2 separate regions of the Gossypium hirsutum genome follow, and region 2 is linked to region 1. Evidence: chromatin contacts called from public Hi-C data. All regions are on one chromosome and are shown on one strand. Each heading gives the region's core, a stretch centred on a gene start, on an enhancer-like site or on the middle of the called end of the contact. The rest is flanking DNA. Distances are from core to core; before and after follow the strand shown. Region 1 holds the start of LOC107940158 (NADP-dependent malic enzyme). Region 2 holds the start of LOC107932201 (meiotic nuclear division protein 1 homolog).

What was found. A called contact is a pair of places that touch in the nucleus more often than the background predicts.
Region 2: a contact with region 1 is called in a Hi-C map of leaf, with 2.1 times the contacts expected there. The contact joins the promoter of LOC107932201 here to the promoter of LOC107940158 in region 1. A contact is called at or near these places in 4 of 34 Hi-C or Micro-C datasets (callus and leaf).

What each region holds. Positions count from the first base shown.
Region 1 is chrA07:1,020,025-1,026,103 of Gossypium_hirsutum_v2.1, forward strand. LOC107940158 (NADP-dependent malic enzyme) reads left to right here and starts at 3,019. Exons shown (of 20, transcript XM_041117070.1): 1 at 3,019-3,090; 2 at 3,291-3,532; 3 at 3,618-3,738; 4 at 3,819-3,893; 5 at 4,372-4,523; 6 at 4,602-4,707; 7 at 4,803-4,868; 8 at 4,983-5,078; 9 at 5,154-5,225; 10 at 5,304-5,387; 11 at 5,473-5,571; 12 at 5,717-5,764; 13 at 5,859-5,912; 14 at 6,005-6,079. The coding sequence starts at 3,381.
Region 2 is chrA07:1,200,613-1,206,691 of Gossypium_hirsutum_v2.1, forward strand. It overlaps LOC107932201 (meiotic nuclear division protein 1 homolog), which reads left to right and starts at 2,908. Exons shown (of 11, transcript XM_041117079.1): 1 at 2,908-3,096; 2 at 3,296-3,376; 3 at 3,473-3,589; 4 at 3,690-3,728; 5 at 4,342-4,449; 6 at 4,539-4,601; 7 at 4,690-4,741; 8 at 4,854-4,898; 9 at 5,071-5,150; 10 at 5,968-6,067. The coding sequence starts at 3,094. The coding sequence ends at 6,057. LOC121231935 (a long non-coding RNA gene) reads left to right here and starts at 299. Exons shown (of 2, transcript XR_005930182.1): 1 at 299-1,189; 2 at 1,331-1,652.

The sequences.
Region 1 (6,079 bases), core at 1,769-4,268:
CTAGCCTAAGTATAATATTAATATATTTTATATTTGTTTAAACTTGATTTGGTCTGAAATATGAGTTTAAAATTTTGTTTAAATTCACTCATCTTTATAAATAATTAACTCAAGTCCATTTGAATTTACTTTATATTATTTAATATTTAATATTTTAAAATTTTAAATATAGTCAACTTTTAAATGTTTACGTTATTGAAATATTATATATTACTGTACATTTAATTTTTATGTTTTATAATTTACCTAATATATAAAAATAACATAACATATAAATAAACTTAAAAAAGGGTATGGGGCTTTAATGTCTAAGCCATAGCTTAATCTTGACCCATATTTTAAATAAGTCTAATTTTTTTGTTTAAATTTATTTTTCAAATCTAATATTTTTGTCTAAACCCTTAAATTTAACTTGACCCATGAATATATCTATATTAAAATAAGATAAAATTATCAATATCCATTTATTCATATTGTTTAAAATATTAAATATTTAATAATTTATTCTATATTTATATTATACTTTTAAAATGAAAAAAAAACCGATGATAAAAGACAAGATATATACTTACAAAAACATCATATCTATCTACTTCCCTAGTCTTATCCGACAAATTCTTCCTAATTGAGTCACTAGCAACTAAATAAATGGGACGCGTACAAAAGAGGGGATTAATTTTGCTATTAAAATTCAAGAATCTGATACGGTAAATATGTTACCATAGAGTAATATCGAGTGAATTTGTTGTTTCACATATTAGTCATTGAAAATTTAATTAATAAATTAATTAAAATTTTAAAATTCAAAAAATATAGAGACTTAGATTAACGTATAAGACTAATAATTGAATTTAACTAAATAAATTTAACTACTTTGGGCCAAGACTAAAATTGACTAGTTCGAAAAGTGCAGAGATTAAGTTTGATCAAATTAAAGTACATGAATTAAATCTACGATTTTCATTAAGTACATTGACAGATAGCATAATATTGTTGGATAATATAAACATTACATATATAATAAGAATAATTAATATTAATGTATAAGTGAAATATGTGTAGTTACTTTAATAATTAATTTTTAATTGACGATGAGCTAAATAGAAATTAATCTTAACGTGCAAAAGTTATATATCAGTGTTATGGTTATCAAATTACAGCCACGTAATTTTTCTAACATCCCATCTTTAGTGAAAATAATTACATTTTTCAATTTGAAAATCAAAACCTCAAGACTCAAAGACCTCAAGATATCAATAGAGGTATAGTTTTGCATCTAATTTTTTTTATTAATAATTTTACATGATAAATCTTAATTTTATATTTTAAATTAAAAACTTTTCACTTTAACAAATTTAACCAAAAATAAAATCGATATCTCAACTTTGAATTTATTTAAAACTTAATATATGTATGAGATACTGAAAAATGTCGAAATTGTATTGTTATTGAATAAAGGAGTATATTCTAATGAATGATGCCATAAACATTCATGGGACCTCAATGACCAAAGTGCTGTAAATGATAAAGAAACATAAAAAAGCTAAGCCTTTCTTTTATTGACAAATGACAAAACTCCGCCACCCACCACCACCACTTGGCTACCACGTTTGGCCTAAATCTGTCACCTAGCCGCCTCTCCCCACTGTTTTCATATAATTTTTAATATTCGAAACCTTCCAAAATAGGACAACACAGGTTATTTGTTAAAGTATTAATAGAGCTCGCAGCTCAGACGGTGCCTCAACTTTCCAACAAAGACTTTTTTTTTTAGAAATATACATTTAACCCCTAAACTTAGTAGTTTCTTTCACTTACATTAATCTTGAAAATTCATCCTCTTTAGAATATCATGATATTATGTCATATCATCACTTGAAATTTTTTATTAATTTTATATAAAATTTTCATATGATGATGTAACATAATTTTAAATATAACATTATTTTTATTTTAACGGAATTTAAATTTAAAGATTAAATTGAAAAACACTAAATTTAGAGACTAAATATTACTTTATGTTTTTTCTTAATACCCATTTCGTTTAAAAATATAAAGTCAAAAAATCATCTATTGTTATTCGTATAATTTTTCTTAAAACAAATAAATCAATAAATCACTCTTGTTTGTTCTTTCAATTTCTTTTAAAAGCATTTCTAAAAAAAAAAATTTAAAGCATTGTTCTATTAAATTTTAAAGCACCAGTTTTTAAAAAAAAACAATTAAAGATTGTAATTCCAATAAAAAAATAAATGTTCGAATATTAAAAATAAAATTATTATAAAAGATAACTACAGAATTCAAATATAGATGGTAATATCAGCATAAAAGATAGACGGAAAAATGGTTAAATTATATTTTATGCTTAAATTTGATAATTTTTCTCTCATTGAAGTCTGAATTTTTTTTTTCAAATTAAATCTTAAACTTTTCTTTTCTAAATTTATCCTTGAAAACTTTAAAATTTAAATCAGAACAAATTTCTAGCGTTAAGAGAAAAAAAAACTCAAACCCTAATATGATAATGATTTCACTAAAAGAATACACTTCCTTTTTATTATTGGAAAGGCTGTTTTCCTCTTAAGGTCTGTTCCACATTTTGTTAGTGCATGACAAATTGACCATGACAGTGATATTTTTATAAGGGTGAAAGTTTAGAAAAGACAGTCGACACAATGATAAAAGTATGAAATTCTGGGTACGAGAATTTGGAATGGATCTCAATTAATTTTATTTTTTACTTTTAATTATCAAAATAAAAAATAAATAAAAACACCTCATGTAATTTTTCGTAATTTTAATTTATTATTATTATTATTCATTTTTTCATTTGCAGAGTAATTTTGTTAACTTTTTTTTATGCTAATTTTGTTTAATAATTTGCCGTGGCATATTTAAAAATGTGGTATAATATCTTAAAAATTTTTATGGGTAAATTTAAAAATAGCCACTCAACTATGGTTTTAATTTCATTTTGATCATTTAACTATTAATTTTTTGATTTACTCATTTAATTTTTTAAAATTTATCTCTTTCTCAAGCTACTCTTTCTGTTGAGTAGTAACAGGTGCTTGGGCAACATTTCTAATGGTGGTTGTTTGTTCAACATTTCAAATTTTAGTGCAAGAATAAATATTAGAGGGTTAAATTTTATAAAAACACAAATTTAAAAAATAAAAAAATATATAAAATTTTTAGTCATCAATTTGACTTTTTGGTTTCATGCTCTAATTTAACTACACTGAAAGCAGCTGATCAAAGTGTTCTTTGTTTTTCTTTTTGATGTTCAGGGGATTGATTATTTATTTGTATAATATCCACTTGAACTAAATTTAAAAGAAAAGACCAAGTGATCATAGTATCAGCTGAAGCAGAGAGAAATGGAGAGCACCTTGAAGGAGATGAGAGGTGGTGAATCAGTACTTGACTTGTCCCCCAAAGCCACCGTCGGTGGCGGTGTTGAGGATGTTTACGGTGAGGATTGTGCCACCGAAGAACAACTTGTCACCCCTTGGGCTTACTCTGTTGCAAGGTCACCTTTTTTATGTAAAAGCTTTTGTTTTCGGTTATGGGTTTTTTTTACAAAGTTTTTTTAACTATCTCTTCCATGGTTACAGTGGATATTCATTGTTGAGGGATCCCCATCATAACAAAGGGCTTGCATTCACTGAGAAAGAAAGGGATTCTCATTACTTGCTTGGGTTACTGCCTCCTGCTGTTGTCACTCAACAGCTTCAGGTTTATATTGAAACCCCTTTTTATGATCAGATTTTGAGGAGTGGTATTAATGCATGTTTTTTGTTTGTTTTAATTCCTAGGAGAAAAAATTGATGGATAACCTCCGGAAATATCAAGTTCCACTGCAAAAATATATGGCCATGATGGAACTTCAGGTCTCACTTCAAGCTTTGGAATTGTTGGGAAAGAGGGTTTGTTGAGGGTCATGGGAGGTCGGACCTCTCTCTTTGGAGTCCATCGAGAGTTGACGGACCCCGCAACATTGGAGGAATTGTGCCTGGGGTGTGTAATTTGGTTTTATCCCGGGTTTTGTCTTCATACTCTACAGATTCACAGGGAAGGAGCGTCTCGCCCACCAAAGAAATGTGAGCATTTGGCCTCCATGCTCACATTTCTTTGGTTGACAAGGTGCTTTCACACTGTGAATCCGTTGGGACTCTTCGCGGAGTAAGGAGACTAAACAAGGGATAAAACCGAGCATAGACACCCCAGGCACAATACTTACACCGTTGAGGGGTCTGTCGGCTCTTGATAGATGACACTTCTAAGACTTCTCCAAAGAGAGAGTCCGACCTCCCCTCTACAGGTTTTTTTTTTTTTCATTTTTGCTCATTGGTTTTTCACCATTAACAGGAAAGGAATGAAAGACTGTTTTACAAGCTTTTGATTGATAACGTTGAGGAGTTGCTCCCAATTGTTTACACCCCAACTGTAGGTGAAGCTTGCCAGAAGTATGGAAGCATCTTTAGGCGACCGCAGGGTCTTTATATAAGTTTGAAAGAGAAGTATGAATGTTTCTCTGCTTTTGTATAATTTCAATATCCTAGTGGATTGGCTCAATTTAATTTGACAATAACCTGCAGGGGAAAAGTTCTTGATGTTTTGAAGAATTGGCCTGAAAGGAGTATTCAAGTTATTGTTGTAACTGATGGTGAGCGTATTTTGGGACTTGGGGATCTTGGCTGTCAGGTAAATTGATTAAATTAGAAATGTTTTAATGCGGTTTTTGTATTCTGTAATGTAAATGAGTAACTAGTTTGGATATGATTCTGTTGGAAATTCAGGGGATGGGAATTCCTGTTGGGAAATTGTCTTTGTACACAGCACTCGGAGGGGTTCGTCCTTCAGCGGTAAGCATTGTTATGTTCTTAAGATGAAATTTTACATAGTTAAAGGAGAAGTGATCTTTGGATATAAACGGCACTTGTAATGATGCTATCATAATGATTGATTCCGCCCTATAGTGTTTACCGGTGACCATCGATGTGGGCACAAATAATGAGCAGTTGTTGAAAGATGAGTTCTACATTGGACTTAGACAAAGGAGGGCAACCGGACAGGTTTGCAGATTTTAATATCTTAATCATCATGAACATAACTTATGTTATTCTGAGGTTGTTTTGGTTACATTTTAGGAATATGCTGACTTGCTACACGAGTTCATGAGTGCTGTCAAGCAGAACTATGGGGAAAAAGTTCTTATACAGGTAGGACACTTCCTTTTGTCTTTTAGAATGTATTTTCTTCTTGCATTTTCCTAACCATGTTCTTCAAACGTCACGCAGTTTGAAGATTTTGCAAATCATAATGCTTTTACATTGCTTGCGAAATACGGCACAACCCACCTTGTCTTCAATGATGATATACAGGTTGGTTATTCTAGCAACATTGTAGGGAGCTCCCTCATTACGATTGTTTGGGTTTTTCTTTAATTTATGATCACTTTTGGTGCAGGGGACGGCATCCGTTGTTCTTGCTGGGGTTGTCGCTGCATTGAAGTTGATTGGTGGTACCCTAGCTGACCACAAATTCTTGTTCCTTGGTGCCGGGGAAGTAAGACACCAATCTCTGCCTCGTCATTTTTTTTTTTCCTGGGAAGGGAAGGGAGCAATATGCTGAAATAATTTACTTTTAATGGACCAATTGGAAATACCTCTAGATCGAGTCACTGATTGTTGCTTTTGTTGTACTGTTGCAGGCTGGGACTGGTATAGCAGAGCTTATAGCTCTCGAGATGTCAAAGCAGGTAAAAGCATACTAATAAGAATTTTACAGATCTTTTTAGTGATCGTAAATTCCATTGCAGTGCTCGGAGTGATTATTTTTTTGTTAACTTTCAGACAAAAATTCCTGTGGAAGAGACCCGTAAGAAAATCTGGCTTGTGGACTCAAAGGTATCTATAAGCTTGGTCTCGATTGTTGTAGAAATAAATATATCGTATGAACATCCATTTTCACCTAAATCGGCATGAGAAAAACTTTTCAGGGACTGATTGTTAACTCTCGTAGAGAATCACTTCAACACTTCAAGAAACCATGGGCTCATGACCATGAACCTGTT
Region 2 (6,079 bases), core at 1,658-4,157, 180 kb after region 1:
CACATGAATCTCTATTTTGCGTGATAACAAGAAGCCACGTGAAGTGATTTGGGGGAATTTAGAATATATATATTTGGAGGACATGAATAGTCAATGAACATATAGTCAAGGAAAACATAAAACATACCCCATTCGATTTGACTTAGAAAAAGGATATTTTGTTTTTTGAAACTATATATTTCGAAATAATTACGAATATATTAATATATTTTAATTTTCAATAAAAAGGAATCCGAAATTCTTTATAATTGGAACTCGATCAAGTGGGATATTAATTTACTTCACTTTGATATTTATGCAATTACCAGGGGATTTGCTTTATATGATTATGTCTTATCCATGTCGGGGAGAAGACTGCACAGTCTTAGCCCTTAAGAAGCATCCGACAACCTTCCTTTTTTGTTTTGTGTATGGATCGGTTACCGCAATGGATAGAAGCATCTGTCAGGCGTAAGGTATGGACAGCGTGGTTGAAGCGTCTAGGAACCCTTTTCCTTTATCTCATTGATTTATTTCGGACTATCATTTTTTGTTCTCAGTTGATCCGATGGAGATCATCAGCAATTGCCTTCAACAATTCTATTCAGGGGTGAGCATGAGTAGAAAGCTCATATTCACACAAGTAGACTTGTGGGTATTCCGTTAACGGATCATTTTTTTGAACTCTTTTTTGTGTGAATCTTATTAATGTAATGGTTGGATAGGGAAACAGACCTAGAAGAGGAGGCTTAGATGTTTTCTTTCCTTGTTGACTTTGAGGGCCTTACCGGGGAAGTAGTCAAAGAAGTACAGCCGAGAAACCAGGCATTATTGAATTAACAGGACATTAGGTAATTCTTCTTTATAGTACTAACAGAAAAAAAATACTAGGTAAAAGTGAGTTCACATTTGGATGGCTGTAGTCAACGTATGACTGAGTCATTTCATAAGTTCGAAGAAAGAACGCGCATAACAGTTAACCAACCCACCCTCGGGGAGGAGCATGCATCTCAAAGTATGGGGCAAAAGCGCTTTTTGTCTCTGGGGATCCACCACAGGTTAGGTTTGAGAGCCGTGTGATGGGTGACTATCCAGCACGGATCGGAGAGCACTTTTAGTCTTTGCTGGTGAATGGAAGCCCCCCCTATCAAGCAAGAAAGCAACGGCTCTTCCCACAGCGGACTCACCGTTGAGTCTATTTGTTATTATGGTAAATCAGTATTTAGTTTTACCCGTAAATTATGACCTTGATAACATTCTAGTTGAATTGGTAGGGAACGTTTCCCTACAATTAATAAATTTTTCATTATCTTAATTAATTATATTAAGAGCTTGAATGTTAATGTTGCAGCAGGTGTGACATGGGACTCAAATGTGGTTGAGACTTCAAAATTCCTAATCCTCACTCTTATCATATAGCTAAAGACTTATTGGCTAATAGCATCATATTTGGTTTCATTATGCAAATATAAATAAGAATTGTTATTTGATAAATTGGTGGTGGATTAACCCCCCACCCCCCAAATGAGATTTTTTTTTAATGTAAATCAAGGGTACTCTGACGATATTAATGTATTATATGGATGTATGTGTGTATGTATATATGTTGGTCAATATAGACCAATAAACTCAATTTGCAGTTTTCATAAATTAAGGTTGCTTTCCAAGTTTAATCTATATCTCTATTTGTAAAGTGATTTTTCCCCTTGTGATTCTGTTTGTAATTGCAAATAATGTAGTCCAACTTGACAAGGAACCAATCTTTTCAAGTTGTTATTAGATTCTTTTACCCAAGCCTCAAAAACCCTATTTTTACTAAATGGGTATTTGTCCAAAACCCTAAACCCTGAAGGGAAGGACCTATCTATAAACCTCTCCACTTTCACCATAAACTCAGTAGTGTGGAAAAACCCAGAAGTGTTTTAAAGTAGGTTAACAGTGTTGTTGTGTAGTGAAGGTAGGGTTTTTACTTTTTATTAGCTAGAAAACTATTATCTTTGGGAGAAGAAGACGAGGTTTGTCCTTGGAAAAGTAGAAGAATTGGTGTAGAAAAATGATACCGACTAAAATACTTTGGGATGAAATTTAGAGGAAAGAAAAAAAATATTGAAATTAGACCTCGGTTGGTGTCTTGTTCATGTATCAAAAAAGTGAAATGATTTGGATAAAAATATAAATTCGAAAAATAAATTGGATAAAAAATAAAACTTATATTTTAAACAAGTCAAACCTCGAGTAATTTAATTGCAGATGGAAAATGGCGTGGAAGCTTTTAATTTGGCATAATATAACTTTAACCTTTAATATTTATATATTGTGTCAATTTAAGTCTTGATTCTAAAAAAAATTAACCATCAGTGTTTACACACTGTGTAATTTGCTCTCTCTTTTTTCAATTTTTTTTGTGACCCTTTCACGTAAAAAACAAAAAAAAAAACAAATTCATTAACTAAATTTGATCATAAATATATCAAAAATAAAAACACCCAACCATTCAAGATAATAATTTTCATATTTTCTCGTTCTTTTAAAATTAACTTTCAATGTCACGAATAAAAATAGAACTATAAAAAAAGGAGACCAAATTACATGATATGTAAATGTTGAGGGTTAATTTTTTTAGAATGAAGATTAAATTGATATGATATATAAATGTTGAGGGTTATAGTTGCTATTATGCCAATTTTAAAAATTGTTAAGTTATATATTTCCATTAGTAATTTAACAATTGGTAATAATAATAAAAAAAGAATTTTGAATAGTTGGGTAAAAAAAGTTAAATAATTAAATAATTATTTTATAACATTTTATAGTTGGATGATAAAAAAAAAATTAATAGTTGAATGATTGTCAATGCAATTTACTTTTTAAATTTTTATAGAGTTTTTCAATCTAAAATAAAAAGCCATTTGCTTAAGAAAAAAGCCAAAAGAGTAAATACGTAAAAGATGCAGAGGATATTTTAGTAAAACTGGGCCGAATTCCCGCCAAAAGAAGCACATTCATATATGGCGTATATTATTTCAACACCCTTTCCACTGAGATTCCCAGATTCAATTTTGAATTTTCAAGTGAGCAGTGCCTTCGTTGAAAAAAAAAAAAGGATCGTCGCCAATGGTAAAATCAATTTTTATAAACCCTAATCTCATTTGCTTCTTCTATTTTCCTTCATTTTCTCAGTTCCCGAACATTAACTTAGTAGATTTAGTTGAATCTAACGTTATTTTTAATTACTGTCATGAATCTCCTTCAAATTTGTTGATGGTATTGTAAATTTACTGAGAATTTGTGTTGTATTTTGCAACTGTGATTTCAGTCGAAGAGACGAGGTCTTTCATTGGAAGAAAAGAGGGAGAAAATTCTTCAGATATTTTATGAATCTCAAGATTTCTTCCTCGTAAGTATATCATTTTTTTTTTTGGCAATAATTATTTTTAGATATGTGGAAATTCTGAATTCTTATTAATTTCTTGATTTAATTTAATGAGTTTAGCTTAAGGAGCTTGAAAAATTGGGTCCTAAGAAAGGGGTAATCACCCAATCAGTTAAAGATGTTGTTCAAAGTTTGGTTGATGATGACCTTGTTTCAAAGGATAAAATTGGAACATCTGTAAGTAAAAATTTATTGTATTAGTATTTCCAACGTAATATGTTAATTTTCTCTCATTTATAGGTATAATTAATTGCTCTTATGATGAAATTAATTACAGGTATACTTTTGGAGCCTTCCTAGCTGTGCTGGAAATCAGGTGCTTGTATTTCTAGCATACCTTTCTATCTTAACATAGCTATATCAATCTATGTTACTTGCTCTCGGGTGTAAGTGTCAATACTGGTATGTGCCCGAAACGGGTATGGTCGTGTATTTGTAAGGTCCTTTGATATCATATCTCGGTAAAAGTACTATGGAGGCCCTTGTACTAGGAGCTGGATTGCATTTTGTCCATTCTACTCAAAAAGTGGTTAAATTAGTCCTATAATTAGGTCAAAGAGTAAATTAGTCCTTCAGTTAAAAAGTCTATCCATTTCTATTGTTAAAAACTAGTCTTTATACCTCAAAATGAGGTATATGTGACGTGTCACGTGTAACTATTTGGTTATTTTGTTAGCCATTAAAGTTTTTAACAGTAAAAATGGATTAATTTTTAACAGAAAGATTAGTTTGGTATTTAATCTAACGTACAAGGATTAAGTTGCCAATTTTTTAATAAAGAGGTCAAAATGCAATTTGACTTTTAATACAAAGCCCTCCATGGACCTTTTACTGTCATATCTCATATTCATGTGTCGACATGGATTCTTTAATAAATGTAAGGAGTTGAAGGAACATAGATATCAATTTTAATGTAAATTTTGGAACAGTTGAGGCATGTGCAACGGAAACTCGAATCAGATCTCGAGAACAGTAAGAAGAAATTCGTGGAGCTTGTTGATAAGTGTAATGAATTAAAGAAGGGGCGTGAAGAATCTGTTAGTATCTTAAAGTTTGTTTAGTGATTTGGGATTTAGTTTTGCATTTCAATGATGATTGTTGGTTTTAACATTTATGCATTTACTAGGACGAAAGAGAGACGGCCTTGGCTGAATTAAAGGCCATAGAATTGAAACATAATGAGCTTAAGGTTTGATTACTTCATATCTTTTGTTTCCTACATAAATAAATTGTATAGAGCCCTATCTGAGTTTGTCCTATATGTTCTAAATTTTCAGGAGGAGATGGTACAGTATGCAGACAATGATCCAGCTGCATTTGAAGCAATGAGTTTAGTGTTTGTTTGGACAACATTTGTTTATGAGATTCAGCATGTTTGAGGGTTTTTTGTGGTTCAATAAACTCACACCTCACTGATCATTTTATTGAATCATTTTTGCAGAGAAAGCAATTGAGGTTGCTCATGGAGCAGCAAACAGATGGACAGGTACTTTGTTTTTACCTTTTAGCATAATATTGATTTCCTATTCTTTTTCCCTTTTATGTGCCGCACATAGATGCCTACAGTTGTAGTTATGCTCAATATTGTTGGGTTGTTTTGATGAATTCCGGGTGATATTCTATACATTTTTCAACAATAATGGTCAAAACCTCCACAGACAACATTTTCACTCTGCGGCAGTGGTGCTCAAACAACTTTCCTGAAGCCAAAGAGCAGCTTGAACACATGTACAAGGAGGTATATGGCTTACTTTCATTTGCATATATGCACGAACCCATCAATTATCATATGACTTGAAAATAGCTCCAGCCACCTCTCTGCCATGGTATCCCTTGTGCCTTTAGGGTACCCAAAATTGCTATTTATTCCAAATCAAGTGAGAAATGCTCAAATCCGAAACCTTTCCAATGAGTTAATTCTGGTTGAAATTTGCTTGTGGGGAGCATGACATAAACCTCTATCTATGGCTGCCATAATACATCATGTTCCTTGCATTTATGTGCATAGAATCGAAAAAAACTGAATGATTTTACTTAAAAGAAAAGGGATTTTCTCAGTAAAAGTACCATAGAAGCCCCTACACTAGAAATTAGATTACATTTTACCCTTTCTACTCAAAAAATAGTAATTTAGTCCTCATACATTAGATTAAAAAGCAAATTGGTCTTTTTGTTAAAAATTTCATCCATTTCAACTGTTAAAAACTAGTCCATGTACATCAGCATGAGGTACACGTGTTATTATTTGGTACACGTGTTACTGTTTGGTTATTTCCTTGATGAAATTTTTAACAGAACAGACTAATTTGCTTTTTGATCTAACATGTAAGACTAATTTGTCTATTTTTTTAGTATAGGAAGCAAAATACAATCCGACTCTAGGGGCTTCCATAGTACTTTTACCTGGTTTTCTCTGTTTTGTCCACTCACTATTCAGACAGAATTGTACTCCTTATTACAGGGCATACGTTTGTTTCGAAGCTAACCCCTTTGTTACACTTGTTTCTATTAGTAATTTATGCACTAAGACATTGCTTTTCAAATCTTAACAACAGATCGGAATTACAGACGATTTCGATTACGTGGAGTTCTCGCCTGCAGCCATTCAAATATGTGCAGTTGGCGATGAAGAAGGCAATCCTTAAGCGATATCATGTAGGTCATCTT